2 separate regions of the Sus scrofa genome follow, and region 1 is linked to region 2. Evidence: chromatin contacts called from public HiChIP or PLAC-seq data. All regions are on one chromosome and are shown on one strand. Each heading gives the region's core, a stretch centred on a gene start, on an enhancer-like site or on the middle of the called end of the contact. The rest is flanking DNA. Distances are from core to core; before and after follow the strand shown. Region 1 overlaps PDE4D (cAMP-specific 3',5'-cyclic phosphodiesterase 4D). Region 2 overlaps PDE4D (cAMP-specific 3',5'-cyclic phosphodiesterase 4D).

Region 1 (2,700 bases), core at 110-2,609, 600 kb before region 2:
TGATAGAGAATCTTTCTGAAACCAAACCTCATACTTAAAGTCCTTCAATAGACCTCACTGATTGGTAGATAAAAATCTAAATTCTTAACTCAGAAGACAAGGCTGTTCGTGAACCAACTGTTGACTGCTTCTCAAATCTAAACTAAAATAATACCTCTGTGGAGTTCCTGTTGTGGCTCAGCAGAAACAAATCTGACTGGCATCCATGAGGATGTGGGTTTGATCCCTGGCCTAGCTCAGCGGGTTAAGGATCTGGCATTGCTGTGAGCTGTGGCATAGGTCACAGAAGTGGCTCAGATCCTGCATTGCTGTGGCTGTGGTGTACCTCCATATATTGCAGGTGTGGCCCTAAAAAAGACAAAATAAATAAATAAATAATAAAATAATAATAAAATAATACCTCTAAAATCTCTTATTAAACAATTTATACTTGATAAAATATTAAATAATTTGAACTTGTCCAAATAAATGTGTTAATACATTGCTTCTTTGAACAGGCACAGACTTAGCTGGGTTGTTTCGACTAGGACATTACAGCAAGACTATGTGGCATGAAATATCTACATGATTCTCACCACAAAAATGTCAATAAACAAAGATTATTAAATTTTTGGAGGGTATTGAAGAATAAAATGCATATGTGGGGTCCTGTAGCCTTTATACATGTCAGTCCTTGGGAAATTAGGGAGTGAGAGAAACAGAATAAAATGTATTAGCATCAGAATTTTCATCAGCTCTACAAATTTCTTGTCAACATAATGAGTTTCTAAAGTACATTGGAATGAAAGAAATGCCCCCCCCCCTTTTTAAGAAAATGCTTATAAAAACAGCTGAACATTTGTTACTTTGGCTCCAATTTTAAAACAAAATTCTACATCTTTTTGTTTGTTTGTTTTGAAATATAGTTGATTTACAGTGTTTCAGATATACAGCCAGGAGATTTAGCTACATGTATTTATGTATCTTTTTCAGATCCTCTTCCACTATAGGTTATTATAAGATATTGAATGTAGTTCTCTGTGCTATAGAGCAGGTTCTTGATGGTTATCTGTTTTATCTATAGTACTGTGTATCTGTTAATCCCAAATTCCTAAATTTTCCCTCCCCTCCTTACCCTTTGGTAACCATAGTTTGTTTTCTATGTCTTCGAATCAATTTCTATTTTGTAAATAAGTTCATGTATATCATTTTTTAGATTCCTCATTTAAGTGATATATGATATTTGTTTTTGTCTATCTGACGTACTTCCTTTGGTGAAAATAGGAGATATTTCCTATGTATGTATTGAGATGAGATAAGCTTAAGAAAAAGAGCAGAGCTGAATGTTATGTTATCCTGCTAACCTTTGTCAGGCCTTTCTGCCTTGGTGTGGTTCAAATTTCTGCTGTATATTTTGATACTTTCCATCTCCATAGCAGTTGCCCAGGAATATGTTGCCAGAAATGACACTGAAAATGCAATTAATTTATAAATAGATCCTCCTGTGTCATAGAAGCCATTATTTAGGAAATTATATGAGGTATTGTGGGAGATTGAACATATGATAGAATAGGTCATTTGCTCAGAAAAATATAAATAGATAGAAATATCAAAATATAACCAAGGAAACATCAGGCAGATGAAATTAAATGATTGTTCAATATTTCTTTCATATGGCAAAGAGATTTAAAATTGAATTTCTAAATAAGCAAATGGGTAATTTCTAAATCTCATACTCCATGTAATTGTTTAAAAAATATATAACTTTTTTTTCTAGAAGTGTTAGAGAAACAAAAAGCAAAGTTTTATAGGAATCATTGACTCATTTATTAAAGAAATAAATATTTTAAGCCTAGAGCATATTAGACCAGGGTTAACATTTTCCCACTTTATATTTAATCTTTGGTGAAGAATCCTAGATGTCTGTTTGTACATACATTACCTTATTCATAAAAGAAGGGGTAGAATGAGAAATGTCTGCAGTATGTAAATTGTTTTGAAAGGGAGACAATTGAATAATAAAGAGCAGAAGTAAAAGTTATCTTTCTGGAAGCTAGGGATTTCTCTCACTCTTCTCTGCCTGCTTTCCACTGTTTGACCTATGAAATATTATAAAATTAAAATATAAAACAATGAGTGTCTAATTGTTCAAGTTCCTTTCATTGAGGGTGACTTGCCTGGGTTCTTAGATGCAATTGAGAGGGTACATGTGGTTTCCTTAAATAGTGCCTTTCTTTCTTTTGAGTTTATAAAAGTGTTTTAGGAATAGCAAACTAACAGTGCAACAGTAGTGTTTAGTTCTCCTAATTTGTCATTTTTACCCTTTTTCAGAGTAAACTCTATGAGTAATGTGATCATATGCATGGGAAACTGAAATTAAAGTGTTCAAACTGTTGTGACAAACAACAGATATTCAGGGTCAGTGCAAGTAAAGCTACAGATAATCACTCCATCTGCTCCATTGTTGGCAAGAATGAGGCCCAGATGTTGCAGTGTACCTTTTCTTTCTCCTAGACCTTGGTCATTGACAAATTAGATTTACAAAGAGAAATCTAGATTGCTCAGGCTTTCCCCTGAGATCATGTAAAAGAGTTCCTCTCCATCTAAAGTATTTTCTTATTTTCCTGCTGATCCCATAGTTTGGGCTAGTAGATCCATTAGAAGAAAGTGGAGGGAGGCCTCAATGAAACCTTCCACAGGGCACAGGTGGTTGGACCTATG
Region 2 (2,700 bases), core at 9-2,508:
GTCAAAGCACAAGCTGGAACAGGGTGAAGAGAGAGAGACTGTGTCAAAATAGGTATAGGTTGATTCACCAATATAGTGAGTGATATTAGATGCCAAGAGAAAAATGAAACAGAATAGCAGATGACAAATGTGAACCTTTATCTTGAGTCTGCTTTATATCTCCTAAATCCCCATGAGCTCAGCAATTCTCTTATGGTTATTAATGCCCCACACTGGAGTTGTGACCTTGGATTTTTTTTTTTTTTGTCTTTTCTATGGCCGCACCTATAGCATGTGGAGGTTCCCAGGCTAGGGGGTCTAATTGGAGCTGTAGCTGCCAGCCTACACCACAGCCACAGCAACGCCAGATCCAAACCGTGGCTGCGACCTACATCACAGCTCACAGCAATGCAAGATCGTTAACCCACTGAGCTAGGCCAGGGATCGAACCCACAACCCCATGGTCCCTAGTCCTATTCATTTCTGCTGTGCCACAAAGGAACTCCACCTTGGATATTTAAACTGCTTCAACTTCTCTGAGCCTTTGCTTTCTCTATAAACCGGAACTAACAAAATCCATCTCATGGGATTGTTAGGAGAATTTAAACAAAAGCTTAGGTCAAGTCCATAATATGGGTACACCCATCATAGGTACATGGCCTATCCTTAGTTGGGATGGGAACTATTTTTAAACTTAGAAGATGAACTTTATATGCTGCCATATAGGTAACCCAGTGCAACTGGAGCTTGAATCAACAAGCCTGGGCAAATGAGCTCAGAGTGTGCCTTTGAAATCTTGATCCCCATCGTGCTGATTTATGTGCCTCCCTAGCTTGCATGTGGGATCGCCCTGAGGTTGTTCACTGTAGTTTTAGCTTGTTACCTAGCACCCTTGGATAGCATATTTTTATTTACACTCTCACTGATCACTTGACCACAATTACTTTGAAAGAGTATGTATGAATGCAGCCACAAAAGAAACATTTCTCAGTTGTGAGGGTCTCACGTGGATCTTTAATCCACTTTGTCTAAAAACTGGAACGTTTCTTAGACTTTACTTTTCCCTCCACCAGAATGACCTCAGAGGCCCCTCCAAATGTTTTTTTTTTTTTCCGATTCTGTAGAATAGTGAGATTTTGATTATTAATAAGAGTGTCAAATATCAATCAACATCAGGTTACTAAATGTCTCTTTTGGGGTAAGAAGAAATGTGAACCAAAAATAGAACCCTTTAATCATCGCACAAATTTAAAATGGCAGTCCAGCTGAGAAACAGAGGAATGGATGAGATGACCTTGAACATAATTCCAGCCCAGATGGGCTAGTCATGGGTCTGACACTCGCCGTAGCCAGAGGGAAAAGAAATTCCCCGGCAGTGTAGTTGGTATCAGAGTTGAAAATGAGTCACTGAGTAGGTGATTGATCCCTTTCCGTTTTCCACTTGCCATCAGCCACTTTGCAGAGAAATCAAGCTTTAGTATACTTGATTCAAAAAAAAAAAAAAGATTTTTTTTTCTTTTTTAATTCCAAAAGTTCTTAGAGGTGAAAGAGATTTGTGAGATCACTTCACTTTCCTTCATTAAAAATGAGGTATTAAGGCACAGGAAAATTAAAGTGACACAGAACAAGAATCCTTTCTTACTTTTGTCAGGGCTTTTACTTTGTGTGGAATAAATAATTTTTGTCACTAAACAAGATCCTGTGTTCAGTCTTTATTGATATTATCACTTTTGAATGAAATTTTTACTTTGCTTTATCTTTGTTATTTATATTTGATCTTTGATTATTCTCTAGGCCAGATACCATTTTCATATGAGAAATAAATCAGGCATTTTTTTTTTTTTAAATTTTGGGTTTTGTCATTATTGTTTTGTATCTTTTGACTTCAGGTAACATAAGTCCAATAGTTAGGCCTTCACTAAGGAAATTTTGTTTTTGTGTAGTTACTGCAAGTAAACTGCTCCAAAGGCTTTCATAGACAAAATGAGGCTTAATATATGTGCATTTGTATTCAAATACATACAAAGAGAGGTAGATACGTACATACAAAAGCATATAGACATACTTATTGCCGTATACGTTAAGTAAGGCTGTTGGGTGTGAATGAGTTCCAGAGTTTACTGGTCCTATAGAGCAGTACAGAATGTTCAACACTAAGAATGAGAATGGTTGGGAAGCATCCCAGAAAAAGTGCTACTTAGGTTGGATCTTGAACATAGAAGGTTCATATTGGTTACTAATGAGGAAAGAGATGATAGTGCAAGGGCTGGATGAGGCAGGGTAGGATGGGACACTCCCTCAGATTGCCTTATTGTTTGTAGGTGTGGGTGAGGAATGGGTATTCTGGATGAAAGAGCCTGCCTGGAACAGAAAATCTGATTACAGGAACAGAGGCAGGTGTGAAAAGTGTAGATTGAGGCCCTACTGCAGAGCACCTCAAGTGTCAGATTAAGCTGTTTGGACAATACTCTGTCCACCCTAAAGAACCCTTGTGTTTTGTTTTCGGGGAAATGCTACAAGGAAAGTAACAAAATGGTTTTAGAAAGATAAATCTGATGGTGGTATGCAGGATGGATCACATTGAGGAGAAAGTGTGAAAGCAAAAAGAATCTGATAGGGAATTAGGCATGTAAGTGATGAGGGACTGGAATAGGATGGGAAGGAAAAGAAACGGATAGTTAGGAGAATGACTGCAGGAAAGGAGACTTTGCTGGGGCACTG

The links. HiChIP or PLAC-seq counts read pairs in DNA pulled down with a chosen protein or histone mark.
Region 1: an H3K27ac HiChIP or PLAC-seq map of skeletal muscle shows a contact between it and region 2, with 9 times the contacts expected there. The contact joins two enhancer-like sites. A contact is called at or near these places in 2 of 47 Hi-C or Micro-C datasets (embryonic fibroblasts and skeletal muscle) and 1 of 2 datasets of contacts at active chromatin or transcription factors (skeletal muscle).

What each region holds. Positions count from the first base shown.
Region 1 is chr16:38,539,525-38,542,224 of Sscrofa11.1, reverse strand. The region is part of intron 5 of PDE4D (cAMP-specific 3',5'-cyclic phosphodiesterase 4D); the gene reads left to right. Among named protein-coding and RNA genes, the nearest start is that of MIR582, 40 kb to the left of the region's middle. Within about 2 kb of position 1,359, at least 2 of the 83 cell types and tissues checked have an H3K27ac peak or open chromatin away from gene starts, as enhancers often do. A contact at or near this core is called in skeletal muscle, where this site is marked.
Region 2 is chr16:37,935,664-37,938,363 of Sscrofa11.1, reverse strand. The region is part of intron 10 of PDE4D (cAMP-specific 3',5'-cyclic phosphodiesterase 4D); the gene reads left to right. Among named protein-coding and RNA genes, the nearest start is that of RAB3C, 530 kb to the right of the region's middle. Within about 2 kb of position 1,258, at least 3 of the 83 cell types and tissues checked have an H3K27ac peak or open chromatin away from gene starts, as enhancers often do. A contact at or near this core is called in skeletal muscle, where this site is marked.